7 separate regions of the Mus musculus genome follow, and regions 1, 2, 3, 4, 5 and 7 are each linked to region 6. Evidence: chromatin contacts called from public HiChIP or PLAC-seq, capture Hi-C and promoter capture Hi-C data. All regions are on one chromosome and are shown on one strand. Each heading gives the region's core, a stretch centred on a gene start, on an enhancer-like site or on the middle of the called end of the contact. The rest is flanking DNA. Distances are from core to core; before and after follow the strand shown. Region 1 has its middle 18 kb from the start of Lgals9. Region 2 holds the start of Lgals9 (lectin, galactose binding, soluble 9). Region 3 has its middle 22 kb from the start of Lyrm9. Region 4 overlaps Lgals9 (lectin, galactose binding, soluble 9). Region 5 has its middle 34 kb from the start of Nos2. Region 6 holds the start of Poldip2 (polymerase (DNA-directed), delta interacting protein 2). Region 7 holds the start of Nos2 (nitric oxide synthase 2, inducible).

What was found. Promoter capture Hi-C pulls out the DNA fragments that hold promoters and counts their contacts. HiChIP or PLAC-seq counts read pairs in DNA pulled down with a chosen protein or histone mark. Capture Hi-C pulls out chosen DNA fragments and counts their contacts.
Region 1: a contact with region 6 is called in an H3K4me3 HiChIP or PLAC-seq map of embryonic stem cells, with 4 times the contacts expected there. The contact joins the enhancer-like site here to the promoter of Poldip2 in region 6. A contact is called at or near these places in 6 of 115 datasets of contacts at active chromatin or transcription factors (bone marrow-derived macrophages, embryonic forebrain, embryonic stem cells and 2 more) and 1 of 9 other capture datasets (liver).
Region 2: a contact with region 6 is called in a promoter capture Hi-C map of hippocampal neurons, with 3 times the contacts expected there. The contact joins the promoter of Lgals9 here to the promoter of Poldip2 in region 6. A contact is called at or near these places in 5 of 39 promoter capture datasets (cranial neural crest, embryonic stem cells, hippocampal neurons and 1 more), 1 of 484 Hi-C or Micro-C datasets (liver), 8 of 115 datasets of contacts at active chromatin or transcription factors (bone marrow-derived macrophages, craniofacial prominence, large pre-B cells and 5 more) and 2 of 9 other capture datasets (liver and macrophages).
Region 3: a contact with region 6 is called in an H3K4me3 HiChIP or PLAC-seq map of the SCID.adh cell line, with 9 read pairs. The contact joins the enhancer-like site here to the promoter of Poldip2 in region 6. A contact is called at or near these places in 7 of 39 promoter capture datasets (3T3-L1-derived adipocytes, the HPC-7 cell line, embryonic stem cells and 3 more), 2 of 484 Hi-C or Micro-C datasets (bone marrow-derived macrophages and cardiomyocytes), 23 of 115 datasets of contacts at active chromatin or transcription factors (the 230-238 cell line, the HPC-7 cell line, the SCID.adh cell line and 13 more) and 2 of 9 other capture datasets (adipose tissue and pancreatic islet).
Region 4: a contact with region 6 is called in an H3K4me3 HiChIP or PLAC-seq map of the SCID.adh cell line, with 9 read pairs. The contact joins the enhancer-like site here to the promoter of Poldip2 in region 6. A contact is called at or near these places in 7 of 39 promoter capture datasets (the 3T3-L1 cell line, cranial neural crest, embryonic stem cells and 2 more), 2 of 15 datasets of contacts at CTCF or cohesin (embryonic stem cells and pro-B cells), 1 of 484 Hi-C or Micro-C datasets (embryonic stem cells), 21 of 115 datasets of contacts at active chromatin or transcription factors (the SCID.adh cell line, T-cell acute lymphoblastic leukemia, bone marrow-derived macrophages and 13 more) and 3 of 9 other capture datasets (adipose tissue, liver and pancreatic islet).
Region 5: an H3K4me3 HiChIP or PLAC-seq map of bone marrow-derived macrophages shows a contact between it and region 6, with 5 times the contacts expected there. The contact joins the enhancer-like site here to the promoter of Poldip2 in region 6. A contact is called at or near these places in 1 of 15 datasets of contacts at CTCF or cohesin (the NIH/3T3 cell line), 8 of 115 datasets of contacts at active chromatin or transcription factors (the 230-238 cell line, the SCID.adh cell line, bone marrow-derived macrophages and 4 more) and 2 of 9 other capture datasets (liver and pancreatic islet).
Region 7: a capture Hi-C map of macrophages shows a contact between it and region 6, with 5 times the contacts expected there. The contact joins the promoter of Nos2 here to the promoter of Poldip2 in region 6. A contact is called at or near these places in 7 of 39 promoter capture datasets (the 3T3-L1 cell line, the HPC-7 cell line, cranial neural crest and 4 more), 2 of 484 Hi-C or Micro-C datasets (CD4 T cells and CD8 T cells), 10 of 115 datasets of contacts at active chromatin or transcription factors (acute myeloid leukemia, astrocytes, bone marrow-derived macrophages and 5 more) and 5 of 9 other capture datasets (adipose tissue, embryonic stem cells, liver and 2 more).

Annotation. Positions count from the first base shown.
Region 1 is chr11:79,001,311-79,004,010 of GRCm38.p6, forward strand. No RefSeq gene overlaps it. Among named protein-coding and RNA genes, the nearest start is that of Lgals9, 18 kb to the left of the region's middle. Within about 2 kb of position 1,306, at least 150 of the 459 cell types and tissues checked have an H3K27ac peak or open chromatin away from gene starts, as enhancers often do. A contact at or near this core is called in embryonic stem cells, where this site is marked.
Region 2 is chr11:78,983,477-78,986,176 of GRCm38.p6, forward strand. It overlaps Lgals9 (lectin, galactose binding, soluble 9), which reads right to left and starts at 1,448. Exons shown (of 10, transcript NM_001159301.1): 1 at 1,302-1,448. The coding sequence starts at 1,340.
Region 3 is chr11:78,847,693-78,850,392 of GRCm38.p6, forward strand. No RefSeq gene overlaps it. Among named protein-coding and RNA genes, the nearest start is that of Lyrm9, 22 kb to the left of the region's middle. Within about 2 kb of position 1,264, at least 26 of the 459 cell types and tissues checked have an H3K27ac peak or open chromatin away from gene starts, as enhancers often do. A contact at or near this core is called in the SCID.adh cell line and liver, where this site is marked.
Region 4 is chr11:78,966,161-78,968,860 of GRCm38.p6, forward strand. It overlaps Lgals9 (lectin, galactose binding, soluble 9), which reads right to left. Exons shown (of 10, transcript NM_001159301.1): 5 at 1,838-1,873; 6 at 1,284-1,334; 7 at 717-758. Among named protein-coding and RNA genes, the nearest start is that of Lgals9, 17 kb to the right of the region's middle. Within about 2 kb of position 1,426, at least 20 of the 459 cell types and tissues checked have an H3K27ac peak or open chromatin away from gene starts, as enhancers often do. A contact at or near this core is called in the SCID.adh cell line and liver, where this site is marked.
Region 5 is chr11:78,885,855-78,888,554 of GRCm38.p6, forward strand. No RefSeq gene overlaps it. Among named protein-coding and RNA genes, the nearest start is that of Nos2, 34 kb to the right of the region's middle. Within about 2 kb of position 1,332, at least 225 of the 459 cell types and tissues checked have an H3K27ac peak or open chromatin away from gene starts, as enhancers often do. A contact at or near this core is called in the 230-238 cell line, the NIH/3T3 cell line, bone marrow-derived macrophages and 3 more, where this site is marked.
Region 6 is chr11:78,511,000-78,513,699 of GRCm38.p6, forward strand. It overlaps Poldip2 (polymerase (DNA-directed), delta interacting protein 2), which reads left to right and starts at 1,297. Exons shown (of 11, transcript NM_026389.3): 1 at 1,297-1,473. The coding sequence starts at 1,313. Tmem199 (transmembrane protein 199) reads right to left here and starts at 1,169. Exons shown (of 6, transcript NM_199199.3): 1 at 898-1,169. The coding sequence starts at 1,108.
Region 7 is chr11:78,919,405-78,922,104 of GRCm38.p6, forward strand. It overlaps Nos2 (nitric oxide synthase 2, inducible), which reads left to right and starts at 1,383. Exons shown (of 27, transcript NM_010927.4): 1 at 1,383-1,591. RefSeq lists a promoter at 1-1,585, enhancers at 85-97, 393-660, 1,190-1,210 and cis regulatory regions at 585-604, 1,213-1,379.

The DNA of each region.
Region 1 (2,700 bases), core at 56-2,555, 490 kb after region 6:
ACCTGGGAGGAGTGCAAGCTGACTGGGAAGTGGCACAGGGGACCCTTCTGAGGGGAGGACTCCCATCAGTGAGAAAGGTGTTAATCACACTAGGCAAGAACAAGACCATTACCACCTTTTATAAAAAAAAAAAATTTTTTTTAAAGATTTATTTATTTTTTTTATGTATATGAGTACACTATTGCTCTCTTCAGACACAGCAGAATTGGGCATCAGATCCCATTACAGATGGATGCGAGCCACCATGTGGTTGCTGGGAATTGAACTCAGGTTCTCCGGAAGAGCAGTCAGTGCTCTTAACCACTGAGCCATCTCTCCAGCCCCAAGATTTATTTTTACTCATGTGTACAAGTGTTTTATCTGCATGCATGCCTGTTTGTGCAGCGCCCATGGATATCAGAAGAGGGTGTGAGATATCCTGGAGCTGGAGTTAGGGACCCTTGTGAGCAACCATGTGGATGCTGGGAATCAAATCCAGGCTCTTTGCAAGAGCAGCAAGCTATTAACTGCTGAGCCATCTCTCCAGCCCTAATATACACATACATGTATGCAATGTATTACAAATTGTGTAATATATTGCACATACATGTATATGTATGTATACACACACATACACGCACAGATCTTGCCCCACCCTCCATCACCACAAAAACCAAAATTCATGCCTTTCTGTATATGAGCAGAGACAGCAATGACCTAGAGCTGTCATCGTCTCTACTGTTATCCCATAATCTCAGAGAGGATTAGCCATAACCCAGAAAGCACCTAGTGAGGGACTGGGGGCCAGATGCCTGCAGGCTGACAGTCAGGGGTAACATGTGGGGCTCACTGCGTCACTAGGACAGGCTGTCCTCTTTCTCACTGCCCCCAGAAGCTCTTCTTCCAGCTTTTGGTTTGTGGGGACAGTGTATCATTCTGAAGCCCTGGATAGCCTCACACTCATAGCAATCCTCCTGCCGCAGGTTCCCAGCTGTGCCTCTTTTGGTGTTTACGTCTGTGTCTTGTACTCACTGGGCAATGTTTCATTCGAATGTTCACAGGGAAATCAAACCACTGTCACAATGTTTGAGCCCAATTTGAAGCAAGCTTTATTAAATACTAGCCAGGAGGATGGACACTAGCTAGGCCCATACCCAGGATTTCCAGAGAATGGCCACAAATGATGTTAGTAATTTTGGGCAGGTCAGGAGACTCCAGGTCCAGTACAGCATGAACCTGAAGTTCGGTAGGCCCAGCCTTCCTGCCTGAACAGCTGCTGAGTCATGCTTCTTGCCTGGGGAAATTGAAACTGATCCTGTGGGAAGCAGACACCTGGAGGGGTGTGGCGAAGGGAGCTAAGATTCCCTTACAAGGCAGAACAAGGACATAGGCTCATCAGGGTCTGCCCTTTGGTTCCCTCTCCAATCCTCCCTCCTTCTGGGACAAGTCTACAGGGAGAACCGGATGCTATGGAGAACTTCTTAAGGATATCAGCTGATTTCTGGGAATGGAGTGTGGGGGAGGGAACAGATGAAGCAGCTGCGTCAACTCTCCCCACCTTGAGGCTGTAACAAGCCTTAAGCAAACACATCAGCTGTAGCTAGGAAGGGACAGTTAGCACAATGTAGCTCCAGCCGCCTCAGCAATTGCAACCGGGCTGTGTGGTTGTAGGACATGGCTGGAAATTGACATTTTCTCACTGTTGTCCCCTCCAAGCTACACATTTAGGATGCTGTGAGGGCTAGGGTTTTGCTTTAAGTCTTAATTACCAAGCTTAAAGATCTATAAAACAAAAACCTCTCTAACTCATGAGCCCTGCTTGCCCAGAGACAGATAACTTCCTAGAATACTGGACACTGTGGCTCATTGGAAGATAAGAAGCCATATCATATATCTTTACTTCTGAAAGCAAGTCGGTTGGCCCAGCTGCACAGGATGTGTTTGATCAGATGTAAGCTGTAGCTGCTGAGGCGGGACGCACATCAGGATGTATGTTTGCCTCCAGTTGGACAAAGGCAGGAAGTATGTAGTCCTGTGGGGTTTGTCTTTATAAGCACCCGACTAACGTCATTTGTGGCCACTCTCTGAGAATCCTGGGTATGGACCTGGCTAGTGTCCATCCTCCTGGCCAGTATTTAATAAAGTTTGCTTCAAATTGGGCTCAAATGTTGTGACAGTGGTCTTATGCTCACCTGATTGGGTCAACAATGCATCTTAAAGAATGACTCATGTATCCAGCACAGACGACCATAGGTACTGGGTGCCAGGTCAAGGTTAAGGTCAGGGAGAAGGCCAGCTCCGGAGCCTCACAAGCCCTCCAGGAGTCTACTCTACCCATGAAGAGTCTCTGCTGGAGGGAGCGCCGTGCACAGTTCTCCCACCCTGGGATTAAGGGGATCTTTCCTTTCAAGGGGTAATAAAATAGAATCATTTGGGTTGGGCGTTATGGTGATGGAAATTACTACCTGCTGCGAAGGAAGTGAGTTTGCTCCAGGTCTGAGGAGAGTCTGTGCATGGAGCCTTGGCAGTTAGGTGAAACCAGGCAAGCATTCTAGTCTCAATACCTCTGTTTTCTCACTGTAAGTCAAAACTGGTGGCAGGTCTACTTCCGAAGGGGACTGGGGGTTAAGGAGCAGCTGGTTGTCAGGCGCTCAGGCGGCGGAGTGGGCATGCTGGGTTTTCTGTCATTTGTTTTTTCCTGGCCTGGCTATGGTAGTAAGG
Region 2 (2,700 bases), core at 198-2,697, 470 kb after region 6:
TCAAGACCAGGCTGGCCTTGAACTCAGAAATCCGCCTGCCTCTGCCTCCCTAGTGCTGGGAAAAGTCTACTTTCTAAATTCAAGTTGTCAGCTCTGCCTGGTGGGAAACCAGAGTGGGTGTATCATGCCCCTGTGACACGTCCTGCCCTTGAAGGCCCCACAGAGACACTGGACAGTCCCTTCTAGCTTTCCCATCTACCTTCCATGCAGGTCCCAAGTTAGAAGCCTTAACCCTGTGGCTGAGGACACTGGTAGCCCCAAGCAAAGCCCAGAGCCGTGCTAGATCAGGCTCTGACGCTGGGCTCTGGCAGCCAGCTCACCTACAGACCCTGCTATCTCCCACCTGCACACACGGCGACTCTACAGAAGGTTCCTGGGAGCATCACTTTCGTCTCCATTACTGCCATCTCCCCATGAGCATCCCCTCTTCTGGGAAAAGCACTTTCCTTCGCTGTCACCCACCATCTGAGGACATGTGGCAAGGCCTCGACCTCTCAAAGTCTCAGTGTCTCCACTTACAGTGTGGCTACTAAGCTTCCTAGTGTATAAACAAAACCACCTATAGACAGGGGGTGGAAAAAGGAGCCCAAGGCAGCCCTTTGCACCCTGCACTAAAAGACAGTCCCTACTTGCCTGTCTGCACACACTCTGGAAGTGTTCTTGGGTGAATTCTGATGTGGCCCTTGGAGAACAGAGGGGAGGGCTTCCCTGTTCCCCTCCCGTGCACTCCCAAGACACCTCCATGTTCCAGGTGCTGTTTAAACACCCACGTGTGCTATCTGCTTTCTCCTTGTTTTAACCTCAGGAGACAGACTAAGTATTATTTCCATTTTACAGATACAGAGAGGAGAAAGTACTGCGCGTGCGACATCACCTAGTTTGTAAATGGCTGAACAGAGATCCTCTCTAAGGCAGACACTTTAAGTGTCATGTGAATATCTGCTACCTGCTACCTCCCCCCACCCCCAACAAGCCCATCCACATCATCATATAAACCGTCTCCTTCCTTTGTAGATGCTACCAGGTAGCATGGAACAGGCACATGTTAATTCACCTCATAAATCATAGTGAGTGGCACCCTTGGGTCCTCAGAGGCACAGCAAGCCTAGCATGAGACACGAGCTGCATCAGGATGACCCAGCTGACATGCCTGGCATGTTTGTCCCTTATGTGCTGTCTGCAGGACACCCCACCCTCTATCTGTGCCACTCCGTTGTTTCCCCACAGGTCCAGAGCAACTTCCCCTGGATGTGGCCGTTAGCTTTTCCTCAATCACCCCACAACTGCATCCCACAACTCACCGGGTTAATGTATGGAGACTGGGCACTGAAGAGAGCCATCTCTTCTATCTCAGGGGAACCAATGCTCTCTTCCTCACTCGATGGTGGACGACAGAACTCTGCGCAGGGCAGGGCTGAGCTAGGAAACAGAAACCACAGCTATTTGGCACTTCTTCAAGGGGAGGAGCTCAGTGGCTGAGGGAAGTGTCTAGAGAAAAAGAAAGCTGATGTCAGGGTGGAGGGCTGGAGGTGGGACTCAGTGGGAGGACCTAGGACCAGTGGACACTGGGTGTTCCCTGCTCTGCCTTGACTTTCCCTTCCTGTGCTCTGCCCAGAGAACCAGTCACATGGCCAGCAGGCGTTCCTCGACAGCCTCGGCCAGAAGTGGCTGTGCTTCTGAGCCTGCTTCCTCACCCCATCTAGCAGAGCTGAGCCTTCATTTGTCCTCTGGGTGGGCATCCGTGGAAAAGACCTTCCTCAGACCTTTGTATGTGCAGAGAAAACAGTGCTCAGAAAGACCAAGGGGCAGCATGAGCAAGGTTACACAACTCCTTACGGGCACTCCGAAATCTCTGTGATGCTGTAGGCTTCCAAGAAGCATCTCTCCCTGGTGTGAAAGCTTAACCATGGAGAGCTATTTTGCAAGAAACACACCACCGCTGAGGTTGTTAATGTGGACTATGTGGGGGCCCTGGGAACTTCATTGCCATCTGCCTGTGAATTTGTCTGTTCTCCTTGTCTCTCCCCTCTGTCCCTCTGTTTTGGGGTAAGAAGAGGAAACATACTTTGGACACAGTAGAATATTCCAAGTGACAAGGGAGGAGACCCTAGGAAATATTTGAAATAGTTTTGAAGCCAGGAGAGATGACCCATCATGAATTCCCAGCATGCCTAGTCTACAACATACATAATTGCTCCCTCCTCCTTTCCTCCCTCCCCACTTCCTCCTTTTCTTCATGTAGACCAGGCTGGCTTTGAACCCAGTATGTAGCCAAGGATGGCCTTGAACTTCTTCTTTTTTTTAATAATTTTTATTTTTTATTTATATGTAAGTACACTGTAGCTGTCTTCAGACACACCAGTAGAGGATGTCAGATGTCATTACAGATGGTTGTAAGCCACCATGTGGTTGTTGGGATTTGAACTTTGGACCTTCATAAGAACAGTCAGTGCTCTTTTTTTTGGTTTTTTGTTTTTGTCTTTGTTTTTTGTTTTGTTTTGTTTTTGTTTTTCGGGCAATTAGCGCTCTTAACCAGTGAGCCATCTCTCCAGCCCCAACCTTGAACTTCTGATCCTCCTGCCTCTACCTCCCAAGTGCTTGGATTATACCTATGACTCACCTCTACCTGATGGTGCCGGGGTTAGGACCTAAGGCTTCCTATGAGCTAGACATGCACTCCACCAACTGAACTACATCACC
Region 3 (2,700 bases), core at 14-2,513, 340 kb after region 6:
TGACAGGTCTCAGCTGGATTGTCCAAGGATTATAAGGGAGGGCACAGTGAAACCACCAAACTAGACCTCTCATGGCTAAAAAGAAAAATTTGCTGGGGACCAAACTGCCCAAACTAATCTCTGGGCAGGGGGCAGAGCAAGATGGAGAAAGGCAAGCAGATTTCCTACGGCAGTCAGCAAACATAGGGGGCTTCGAGAGATTCAGGCATTATTGACCAGGAACTAGATGCTCTTGCCTGACGTAGCTGACCTTTGTGGTAGATGAAGAGAGATCCTGGCAGATAATGGATCAAGGGAGGTTTCTGGTAAACAGAAACCTACCTTCTGGCTTGTGTTTTTCTGGCCAAAGTTCTTCTATTTAGAACGTTTGTTGCCAGGACTGCCATTGGGGTAGTGGTGTGTGTGTGTATGAAACTTTGGACCTGATAGCAATCAAGAAATTATTTTCCGCAAAGGCTGTTTAGAGGTTATGAAAGCAGACTGGTTTGTGGGAAATGGGAGCCAGTATGGAAAGGAAGACAGGAAAGAGAAAGAAAAAACATACACACACACACACACACACACACACACACACACACACACACACACACACACACACACACACACACAGCAAGAGACTTTCACATGCTACCTTAGTCCCCTGCCAGTGATTTTTTTAACCCAGGATGGCCAGTCTTAAGAGAAGTCTGCCTCCTGCCACTCTTGGCTTGAACACAGCAGGACTATGGCATCCTAACCTGTAGGACATTTGATAGCAAGATCCAAAAAGGACAAAGTCCGGTGCCCCAACTCAAACACCACAGGTCAGCATCTCATGACCTAACTTGAATGGGAATTAAGAGAGAAGAGGAAAGGATTCCAGGGAAAAAGTGGGTGTGTTCTTCCTACTCTGCCAGAGTCTAGAAACTCTGGGGCTCCAGGTCCACAAGCTATGGAGTCTGCCACTCAGGTCTCCAGTGCTCTGGGAATTCCCCAGCTACCAAGAAAGGCAAGAAAAGGGTGTGGTTTATGCACTTTGGTTTTTGGAAAGAGGAAAAGGGGCCGGTGGGGTAGAGGGAGGAAGGAAGGGGGAGAAAGATTGATTACCTGCCTCTGACTCTCCCAGCACGGGATTTCTGAGGGAATTTCCTTGGGGCCCATAGTCCAAATATTCTAACTGATGAAGGACATTAATGTCTCTAGGATGTCTCCTCTCCTGCTGGGGCCATTACAGCCCTACTCTGGGGAAGAATACAAGCACACCGGGGAGGTTGCCTAGCTGCTGGAGGAGATGGTGTCTGGAGGCCTGAGGTCCAGTGCATTGCACCTGCCCTGGCATTATCTCGCACACCCACCAGAGTCACCAGGCAGTTCCCGATCCCAGTGATCACAGAAACAAAAACGGAGGCTATGGTACAACGGAGCTGCCAAGCAACGGCTTAATTAGAAATGGGACTAAGGAAGAAGACCCAGCATGGGGCTGCAGCTGACAGCAAGCCATTTACCAGGTGGCCAGAGGCGGGCTGGGGCTTTGGGGACTGGGTAGTGCTTTACGGACTTTCTTCCTCATGGTGGGACTTTCCTGTGTATGACAGGTCAATGGCCAGCTTGTTCCTGCAGACATCATAGCACTGTCCTCTACCTGGTCGGGTTTTCCCTTGTGATAAGATATAAGGAAATAGGGGCAGATGTGCATCATACATTGTTTACTAAGGAGGAGAAAGACTCAATGGTTAGCGCTCTTGGTGGACTCAGGGCGTGAGAACTTTGCCTCTTGTTCCTGTAAGTGTCTCTGTTACTATTTTATCAGTGCTTACAGTTTTGATGTAGTATCAAGAAGACTATGTGGAAACTGAGGCAGGAGGCTGCAATGAGCTCAAAACCAGCCTAGATTATAGTTACTTTCTATAGAATAAGCTAATATGTAGCAAGCTTATTTCCATTATACTTAATTAGTTAGATTTTTTTAAAAAAACTGTTGCTTTGTGTATACCCCTGGCTGTCCTGGAACTTGCTCTGAAGACCAGGCTGGCCTCTAACTCAGAGATCCACCTGCCTCTGCCTCCTGAATTCTACCACCACCTGGCAAGACTTATTCATTTTATTTTATTTAATTAATTTATTTTTATATTTATTTATTATTATATATAAGTACACTGTAGATGTCTTTAGACATACCAGAAGAGGGTGTCAGATCTCATTACAGATGGTTGTGAGCCACCATGTGGTTGCTGGGATTTGAACTCAGGACCTTTGGAAGAGCAGTCAGTGCTTAACCACTGAGCCATCTCACCAGCCCTATTCTTTATTTTAAATGTTTGAGTGCTTGGCTCACATGCATGCTAAGTGTGCCATGTGTGTGAATGCCTGACTACAGCTACAGATGGTTGGGAGCCACCGTGTGGATCCTGGGAACGGTAGCTGAGCCCTCTGCCAAGAGCACCAAGTGCCCATCACTGCTGAGTCAATTCTCCAACTCCTATTTATTGTTTTAAAGTTACATTTTATTTATAATAATAACAATAAAATCATTGTTACTGTTATTGTTGTTGTGTTCCTATAATCCCAGCCAGCGATTGGAAGAATAGGCAGGAGGATCAAGGATTATCTTCAATTACATAGTATCACTGGGCTGTCTCAACTGGCCAGCTTCCAATAATGACACAGACACTTATTATTTATTTATGAATGCTTAGGCCTTATAGTTTTGCTCTTTCCCAA
Region 4 (2,700 bases), core at 176-2,675, 460 kb after region 6:
ACTCTAAAGCCTGGCCCATGAGTCCTGAATCTTCTGGAAGGAATCCAGTTTCCTTTACTTGACTCAATAAGTGTCAAAACAAAAGAACCCTTCCTGTGTTTCCCAAAATACATTTCAACTATAATGAGGAGGAATATTGTTGGGGCACAAATGTCTTGTTGGGGTGTTGGGGTTTAATGAGAATGCCCCTCCCTCCACCATCCAGAGGCTCATATATTTAAATAGTTGGTCCCCTGTTGATGGGACTGTTTGTGAAGGATTGGGAGGTGTGGTCTTGTTGGAGAAAATGTGTCGCTGGGGTTTAAGCTTTGAGGTTTCAAATGACCTGTACCATTCCCAGCCTCCTCTACCCCTCAACCCCGGCCTCCTACAAAATGCGAGCTCTCAGCTACTGCTTCGGTGTTGTGCCTGCCTCTTTGCTGCCAGGTTCCCTGCTGTGATGGTCATGAGCTTGTAAGCCCCAAATTAAACTCTTCCTTCTGTAAGGTGCCTTGGTCATGGTGTCTAAGGCGGGTCTACAATTTGCTCATGCTGAAGGGGCCATTTTAAAGTTGAAAGCTCTTTTCCAACTGTCTACTGATAGATACTTGAACTGTTTACCTGGGTGCAGGAACCTTCACTGGTCATGTCAGTCAGAGAACTCTCCCACAAAGCCCTCACCTCTCACCCTGCCCAACATGAGCCAAAGCTCCAGAGCTCCACAGGAAACCACTTACATAGGCTGGGGTGGGGTACACCACAGGAGGGATTCCAGGAGTCTGTGGAAGAGACACACGAGTGACACACACTCCAAGGGACCTTCAACAGCCAGCCCTCGGAGCCTCCCGTCCCTCTTCTCTGTCACACCAGCAGACACAGAACTTCCTGGCGTTTTTCCTGGAGCCCACGACAGTCCCTTGTCTTTTAGCCACTTCCCATGCATCCCCATCAACTCAGGGTCTCCCACCTGCACTGTGTAGGGGAAGGACAGATAGACTGGCTGTCAGTAGTGACTCGGTGGGGGTTTGAGCTTAGTTAGCAAGCTAGGGTCTGGGGCCACCACACTCCAGCCTGGGCAACTGGAGAACCAGAATGCCTGCCAGTTATAGTCCTATAAAGACTGCTTCTGAGTGTCTGTTGTCCCCAGGAGAGTTTGGGCTGTTCTTCTTAGCAGAGGGCCCAGCCCCAGCTTTCTCCATGTCTGTCCTAAGTACTTTGGTTCCAACTTTGTGACTCTAGGGAATTATGCCATTGACTAAAGGAAAGTGGTAGGGCTGTGAGGTAACCAAAAATTTTAGACTTACAGAGAACATCTGTCCAGGGGTGCTGTGAACCATATGGATGGTAGTTTGAGCCTGGGAAAAAAAGAAATGGTTTCTCACCGTTACAAGGACTACTACCTGTCACCAGAGGGCGCTGCATAATATCCACCCGTAAGCCTGAAGCTTGGACTGTAATCAGGCAGGTCTTTCACCACAGTCCCTCCCAGACACCCATATACACTAGGGCTGGGGAGCGGAAGATAGATTATGGTTAGAGTTATGCCCACCAGCCTTGCCAGTGCTTGGAATCCAGCTGTGTGCCACCACCATGTATTGTTGAGGGATACTGAGGATAAACTCAGGGATTTGTGTGCGCTACTCAAACACTCTACTCCACCAACAGAATTCACCCCCAGCATTGTTCTCTCTATTTGATCAGAGCCAGCCAAGCACACCTGCAGCCCCCTCCCACCAATATCCCTGAGGCCTGGGGGGTAAGGAGTGTGTGTTGTCTTGTCTGCCCTTATGAGGGATGCTGGAGCCATAAAGAAGAGGTTCTAAACACACACACACACACACACAAGCGGAGGACTTACCATGGGTGCCTGGTGGGCAGGACGAAAGTTCTGAGTCTGAAAAGGATCAAGGGAGGGGGAGGGTGGTTATCTCTGGGATCACATGGGGTGAGAGGTGACCTCAAAGTTCAGGTGTTGTCCTAGTGGTCAGTATCACCTCCTTCCTGAGCCTGCCGCACAGCACTTAAATTCTCACCCTCTCAAGGATGCAGAGGGGGTACCTGGCCCCCTGAGAGAGGACTCAACCCGCCTGGCCACATGGCTTCTCTGGGCCCACAGAGGTGTGAGCCACACTCCCAGATCCCCACTTGGTTAGCATTTAGCTTTGTTGGGTACTGAGCACACAGCTTCAGTGCTTTCCAAGGAGGCCAGCGTCCTTGACTCCCATCCCCCTGCTGAGGTCCGAGGCTCAGAAAGGTTAAGCAACTTGCCCTGGCTGGCCCAGGCACTGAGTAAGAAGATCCCAAGGGAACCCAGCTAAGTCACATTGCATCTACATGTCCCATATCCTCCCAGGCCAGGGTCAACATTGGGCTACCCTGCAATGGCTTCCAGATCCCCTGCCAGACCTAGAGTTAGTATGGCAGAAGGCAAGTGACATTTCAGGCCATCATGAACCGCAACTGCCTGAGTGACCACAGAGCTGCTGGCCTTTCCTCCCTACCCACATCCCACCGCCATCCCAGCATATATCCCTCCCTCCGTTTTTAGCTTCCTGTTCTCCCTGACTATTCAAAAAAAAAAAAAAAAATCCATGTTCTGAGTCTCTATTGCGTGCCAGCACCAAGTAAGGAGCTGGAAATACATAAATGAACAAACAAGCCCTGGTGCCAGTCTTCCAGGATTCCTGGGCATGGAGAAGGTGGGTAACTTGAAGAAGGTGC
Region 5 (2,700 bases), core at 82-2,581, 370 kb after region 6:
AGCTCCTGGTCCTCGTGACTGGTGGTTTAAAGCCAGCCAAGCCGCATAGCAAGATCTTGTCAGAAAGAGAGGGCAACGGAGAGGAGGGGGGATTTGATCTGGGCTTCTTAGAACTCAAGGCAAGAATAGAAATGATGACATATAAACCTTTCATGGGTTTGAGAATCAGGCAGAGCAGGAGGGGCGCACACTCTTTCAGAAGCACTTTCAGAGGAGCAAGCAGGCACCCAGCAGGTCACTGGGACATTAGACCACAGGTTCTTCAATTTTTTTTTTTTTTTTTTTTTTTTGCTTGTCTTTTCTTTGATTTCTTTAAGGGATTTTATTTTTCCCATTTCTTTTTTAAAGGCCTCTATTATCTTCGTAAAGTTGGTTTTAAGGTCATCTTCTCGCGCTCCAGCTGCATTGAAATATTCAGGTCTGGCTGTCATAGGATAGCTGGGCTCTGATGGTGTCGCACTGCTCTGGCTGCTGTGTTCCTACTCTGGCAGTTAGGCATCTGGATTTGGGATGATTGTAGGTCTAGATGCTGATTTCTGAGTTTGTCCTTGTTGGATGAGTGCTTTGCTCCTTGATTTCTGATTCCTCTTTGGTTTCCGTGGCATGCATTCTTAGCAGTTTATTTGAACTCTGAACCACTAGGGAATCTCTGACCAGGTTTGGGGCTGGACTTTTGGTAACTTGCTTGGCCTTTGGTGCAGCAGAGGGGGGTGGTTTTTGTTTTTCTGATGGGTGTGGCTTGCACCTGAGCAGCTGGAGTCTGTTCTTCTGACTGGTGTGGCCATGGGCAAGCCAGTAAGGTGGGATGGGATCAGGGGGAGAGTAGAATAGTCTTAGGGACCCAAATCTAGGGAGTGGGGCAGCTCAGCTGGCAGGGGCTCACTCACCTGCTCTTCTAACTGGGGTCACCTGAGCAGCTGGAGTTTGCCAGAATTGAGGGCAGGGGCTCCATCACTGGGTGGGCAGCCTCACAGATTCTCTTGTGGCCTCTCTTGCCCAGAGGCCTGATTGACAGCCTGTGGTTTGGTTTGGGCCTTACCATGGAAACATGAGCCTGTGGAGTCTAATGAGGTCACTCACTTCTAACTGATCACCCACACCAGGCCTGAACCCATGGCTCAGATCCTTTCAACATCAGTTCAGAGGCAGGCGGTACCTCAACTGGACTTCCAGAAAGAGGAGCTTTGTGAAGATAATACAAGACACCCAAAATCCCCCCCCCCCCCCCCCCCCCCCCCCCCGGGAAGCTTGTTTCTGCTACAGCTTGCACAATGCTGTATTACCCCGTGTGATGCTGGGGAGAAAGAGAAAGTGAAAACACCAGTGTGGAGCGCAGTGCCTGAGCAGAGGCTTCAGCTGGAGGGAATTCCCAGTCTGCTTGTTTTGGCATTGTCACAGCACAATCCTGCTGGGTAGTGGAAACCAGCCAGGCCTGACAACTCTAGGAAGAGTCATCCCGGCTCAGAGGCAAACATCCCGGCCCTAGGCTTTTCTTCCACCCTCACCAGCAGACAAGCTGGCCCAGTTGCAATGTTTGATTTTATATTCAAAGACAGAGTGTTTCTGGGGCACTCTGGCTGCCTTTTCTTTTGCAGCTGCTGGTACTGTGATTGCCTATGCAAAGGCTGAGTATCATAGCAACCCTTCTAGCAACCATGATGGGCATTTGCAGGGGGGTCCTCCAGCCTCTTTGGATTAATAAACCCTGCCGTTCACAAGGGAGGAGCGCAGAATTAAAAACAGATACCTTGCTCTCAGATCTCTTGCTCCTAGCCGCCCCTCCCTTCCCCTCCCCCTTCCTTTCTCTTCCTCCTTTAGTGGCAAGGAATTTAGTTCATAGCTCCATGTAGCCATCTCTTTTGAACTAGCAGCTGGAGAGATGGCTGAGGGATTAAGATCAAGGTTTGGTTCCCAGCAGTCACTTAGTGGTGCACAACTGCCTGTTATTCCAGTCCCAGGGGATCCAATATTGTCTTTAGACCTCCTCTGGCACTGCACATATATGGTGCACACAAATACACATTAAATAAGTAACATTTTTAAAAAACACAAGTACTAGCTGGCCAGTGCTCGTGCACACCCACAGTCTCAGTATGCTTGGAGGCAGAGGAAGGCGGATCTTTGAGTTCAAGGCCAGCCTGGTCTACAAAGTGAGTTCTAGGACAGCCAGGGCTGTACAGAGAAACTGTCTCAAAAAAAAAAAAACAAAACAAAACAAAACAAAACAAGGGGCTGGAGAGGTGGCTCAGTGGTTAAGAGCACAGACTTCCAGAGGTTAAGGTCTTCCAGAGGTCTTGAGTTCAATTCCCAGCAACTACATGGTGGTTCACAACCATCTGTAATGGGATAAGATGCCCTCTTCTGGTGTGTCTGAAGACAGCAACAGTGTGCTCATATGCATAAAATAAATAAATAAATCTTAAAAACAAAACAAAATAGATAAAATATGAGTACTAATGAATAACCTGAAATGCCACTGTGTATCCATATAACCAGATTGATGTGGCTAACTTAATCTCCTAGTCTTCTCAAATTAAAAAAAATTAAAATTTACTGGGATGATAACTTAGTAGTTAAGAGTATTTAGTTGCTATTCCAGAGGAAGAGAACCCAAGTTCAATTTCTAACACTCATGTTGAGTGACTCACAACTACCTGTATCTCTAACTCCAGGGGATCCAACATCCTCTTGTGCTCTCTG
Region 6 (2,700 bases), core at 47-2,546:
AACCTTGTGATCATTTTCTTTCTCTCCTTGTGTTTATTCAATTATTTTTCATTTTACTCAAGATAACTTTCAACTAGGAAAGATTTAGGACAATTCCACCTAAGTATTTTTTAGTGTCATAGAGTGGACTTTAACTGTCAGTCTTCGTTACCAACCCTACCTCACCACTACCAATGGTAGGTTATTTCTGTGAAAATAATAGATCTGTCCTAGTCAGGATTGGGTTGTGATGCTAAACACTCAGCGGACACTGTATTAGAGGATCTTTTTCTAAGATTCTCTTAAGTCTAAATAGTTGATCATCTACCCTTTGCACTTCTGGCCAGGATATGTTAACTCTGGCAAGGTAAGTTACATGCCAGTTTACCCTATTCCCTACCTTAACATAAGTAAATAGGTCTGAAAAGGAGAAATGACTTCTTTACAATGTCTAGAACTACATGCGACTCAATCCAGATCTTTCAATAGTTTTTGTTGTTGTTACCGTTTCCCTACCCTCACCCCTAAACTGGGGCTTGCACCTTTACCTTTGAGATGGAAGGAAAAAAAATCACTTTTTCCAAACACGATATGCTCACTATTGATATATGGCCCTCAAATGGAGAAACTCAACCTGTCAGATAGTACTGGGCTACAATCTCGACTTCCTAAAAAAATTCACATGGACTTAGGTGGCACTAAAAGAGGACTCAACAAAATCTGAAAATACGTTTTGTAACACACTAAGAATTTTCACGGAAGTTAAGATGGAAGTAGTAAACCTGGGGTTTATGAGAAGGCTTTTGGACTGGATATATGAGAACTCGGTAGGCACTCGAGAGTGATGGGGGGAAAATACGCCTCAGAAGGGATTAGATCTGAAAAGAACGCGGCGACTCTTGAATGGGGACCGCTCACTTCTTTCTCTCAGGTGCTGATGCAGATCTCGGATGAGACGGAATGAAACCAGGCGCCGGGGTCCCGTGGCATTATCACTGCCCGCGTGTTTCTTTCCCAGAGCAGCCTCGAGCTGGGCACGCAGCTTCCGGGGGAGCTGCTCCCGTTCCAGTTCTCCGCCAGGACCCAAAGCGCGAACCAGTCGTTCGCCGGCAAGCAAGGAAGACGCCATTTCTGCCTCACGCTCTGATCAGGTGATCCCAAACTCGGACTTCCGCTCACAGGCGCCGGATGTAGCTGGAGGAGCCCACGCGGCCGCGGGGGGCGGGCCCGAGGGGAGGGGCTTAGGCGCGGGGCAGTGTGGGGCGGGGGCGGGACGGCGCCCCGCCGCGGGTCGGGCCCTGTGTCAGCAGCCGAGCGGGCGCTCGGGCGGGACATGGCTGGTTGTGTGGCCCGACGGGCCCTAGCAGTGGGCAGCCGCTGGTGGTCTCGGTCGCTGGCCACGACCCGAGGGTCGAGGCCACTGTGTGCGGTCGGTGGAGCAGGGGGCCTTCCGCCGGTGGCCACAGCGACGACCCGAAGGCATCTGTCGTCCCGGTGAGGGACGGAGAGAGGGGGCCAGGGAGCCGGGCCCAGAATCTAGGGAGCGTTTTCTACCTAGCTACTAAGGAAGCCAGGAGGCCTGACTCTGTTTGGGCAGCCGGAGTGCCACCTGAGAAAGGGTCCCGAGGAGAGAGCCGACACGGGCTGCTTGGGACATGTGCCAAGAGCAAAGAAGGGAGCACTGCCCAGGGCCCTGGCAGTGCAGGGCAGCTCCGAGGGAGAACAAGTAACGCTTCTTAGGCGAATCCTGCCTCCCAGGCTGGGGTCCCCGGCACCTGGAGTGGGCTGCCATTTAATACAACTACAGGGATCCCCGGGCCCTTTTGGGTCAGTGACTCTCAGAAATATGCTATTCTGTGGGAAACAAGTCGATTTAAGTGTCTACCTTTGTGGGTCCTGTTTCCATGTGACCTTGGGGAGACTGATTTTGCCCATGTGACTTGGGAAATAGGGGTTGAGGCTCGGGGGGGGGGGGGCGGTGTAAACAAAGCCTTGTAGGGATCAGACAGGATTGAAAAGTTGGCTATGAAGTTAACATTTCCAAAGTAACATTACAGTGCTTTGATGGATCCATAGCAAAATTAATCCTATTTAAAAGGATAAGTTGATGGAAATGACCTGATAGTGGTTAAGGGAGGTATTTGCTATTTAAGACAAGTAAATGTGAAAAGACACTGGGTGGAGACACGGCAGTGCTAAGTGTACTGTGTGGGGTACCTTTGAGAATCTAGAAATGCTAGGTCCTGAGGTCAGGGTAAAGACTTAGAATTTACAGCACAGTTGAATGTGTAGGATTGGGAGAATCATGCTGTGTAGCCAGATGGGCCCAGAACCTGTTATTTTCCAGCCTTAGCCTTAAGAGCCCTGGGATTACCGATGTGTGGAACCATTTTTGGTTCAGAACAATTCTTCCAAGTAGCAAATGCCAGGCTTAGTGAGTATACTGCCAAGCAGCAGTGGGTAAAAGTAGAGACAGAAGAACTGCTTGCCTCAGAACAAATGCTTTTTGAGCACCTCTTACACACTAGGCATGTCTCTCAGGTCCTTAATGGACTCAAGGCATGCATACCAGGAACTGAAATGCAAAGTTGGAAGGATGGTTAACATGTGGGGGGGGGGGAAGACCCGGAGGGTGGGTGAAGGTGTGCATTGAAACAGGATATGCAAGAATAAGAATGACTTTGGAAATGCTAAGTAAAGATAGAAGGAAGTAAGTTTGGA
Region 7 (2,700 bases), core at 133-2,632, 410 kb after region 6:
CTGGCTGGCCAGCAAACCCTAGGCATATTCCTGTCTTTACCTCCCCAGAACTTATTGCAAGTGTGTGTCACCACACCCAGCATTTTATCATTGACCTATTGACTGGTGTGTGTGTGTGTGTGTGTGTTTGTGTGTGTGTGTGTGTGTGTGTGTGTGTGTGTGTGTGTGTGTGTGTGTAAATTCCTTATCTCACCAACCCATGCCCAGCTTTTGAACTTAGGTCCTTGTACATGCAAGGCAAGCACTTTACCAACTGAGCCATCTCCCCAGCCCAATTACTTGATTTGTAATTCATTTATTCAATCAACAATTTATTTGTTCTCCCAACTATTGAGGCCACACACTTTTTGGGTGACTTAGTCTGTGTACCTCAGACAAGGGCAAAACACGAGGCTGAGCTGACTTTGGGGACCATGCGAAGATGAGTGGACCCTGGCAGGATGTGCTAGGGGGATTTTCCCTCTCTCTGTTTGTTCCTTTTCCCCTAACACTGTCAATATTTCACTTTCATAATGGAAAATTCCATGCCATGTGTGAATGCTTTATTGGAAGCATTGTAAGAAATTATAATTTATTCGTTTTTGTTTGTTTCTCAGAACAGGGTTTTTCTGTGTAGTGTTCCTGGCTTATCCTAGAACTTACTCTGTAGACCAGGCTAGCCCAAACTCAGGGATCAGCCTTTCTCTGTCTCCTGAATCCCGGGATTAAAGGCTTATGCCACCACACCCAGGTAGGACATTATAATCCTATATATAAGAAGTCACCCACACATACAAACACACACACACCACACACACACACACACACACACACACACACACAGAGAGAGAGAGAGAGAGAGAGAGGGAGAGAGAGAGAGAGAGAGAGAATGCCACTGAGAAAAAAAATAAAAAGGCTTCACTCAGCACAGCCCATCCACTATTCTGCCCAAGCTGACTTACTACTAGTGGGGAAATGCTGGTCAGACGGCATCTGTGCCCACAGCTTGCCTTCCATCCTTTCTAGAAAACCTCCTGATGAATGTGTCCTGGGCGTGTTGGAATATTGGCACCATCTAACCTCACTGAGAGAACAGACAGAAAGCCAGAGAGCTCCGTGCCCAGAACAAAATCCCTCAGCAGCTGCAAGCCAGGGTATGTGGTTTAGCTAAGAAAAGCCAGCCTCCCTCCCTAGTGAGTCCCAGTTTTGAAGTGACTACGTGCTGCCTAGGGGCCACTGCCTTGGACGGGCGACCAGGAAGAGATGGCCTTGCATGAGGATACACCACAGAGTGATGTAATCAAGCACACAGACTAGGAGTGTCCATCATGAATGAGCTAACTTGCACACCCAACTGGGGACTCTCCCTTTGGGAACAGTTATGCAAAATAGCTCTGCAGAGCCTGGAGGGGTATAAATACCTGATGGCTGCTGCCAGGGTCACAACTTTACAGGGAGTTGAAGACTGAGACTCTGGCCCCACGGGACACAGTGTCACTGGTTTGAAACTTCTCAGCCACCTTGGTGAAGGGACTGAGCTGTTAGAGACACTTCTGAGGCTCCTCACGCTTGGGTCTTGTTCACTCCACGGAGTAGCCTAGTCAACTGCAAGGTGAGTCTTGTGTTGGGGACAGCTGCTCTTAGGAGTGTCTTCCTGCTTGGGAAAGCCCAGAAAACCAGGCTTTCCCTTCTCCCCCCACCCCACCCCTCTTTTTGTGGCTGGACTGAAGCTGATATGGAAGGTGTAAGAAGCACACCCACAGAAGGGTCTGCCAGTTGAACAGGGCGTGTGGTCAGATTTCTTCTCTGCAAATGTTTACTGTGGTGATTACACTACAAAGGATAAACTTTCTAGAAAGCTCCGAATAGGCTGGGGGGGGTGGTGTTAATACATATAGCTTACTTTACTCATCTTTATGAGATGTGCCCTCTGCCCCACCCAGATCTGATAAGATGGTTATTATTAATCCCATTTTAGGAGTGAAGCAATGAGTTTCAGTTAACTAACTTGATTTAGATGAGTAACTAGAAAAACTCAGGGTAGGGTCCAGTTCATCGGGACTCTGAGTTTCACTGTTCCCCTTAGGTGGGTTCTTGTACCCCCCCCCCCCGTATCTTCCAAGTATATCTTTCCTCAGGGAGGGCACTCGCCAAGGAGAAGCCACATACTCTCAGGGCAGTTCCACTTTCTATTTCTTGTCTTTTTCGTAAAGGATATAATCTCAACTCTGGAGAGTTTAATGCTCTTTTATACAAATCATTGACTTCTTCTCAAGTAACAAAGAAGAAGAAGGAACATGTGACCTAGTGTCCTTGGCTCAGGATGCGTGATGACTCCCAAATCAAAGGAAAGGTGGCCAGGACTTGAGTGCTAGCCCCAAGTGCAGGTCCAGAGGGAAGGGTACTAATGACAAGTGCTTGCCCCTCTCTCTGGTCAGCAGGTGGCAGGAAGGGTCAGGCAGATGCACACACTCCTGTATTAGTGACCCCAGCTCCTGCCCACCTTGCTGGAGGCCATGGAGTAACTCCTGCCAAGAGAAACTGAATTGTCCTAAGGAAGCTTGTGGATGCTTGCTGTCCTTGGTAGGTGGCTATGTGGCATCCCAAGTTATCCCAAGTTTGGTTTGTTATGTGTCTTTGTAGAACTGGAGTCTGTCCCACAAGATTTCAACTCCAAATAAAACTGCCGAGTGCAAGCATGGAGAGAGAGCACTTCTGTGC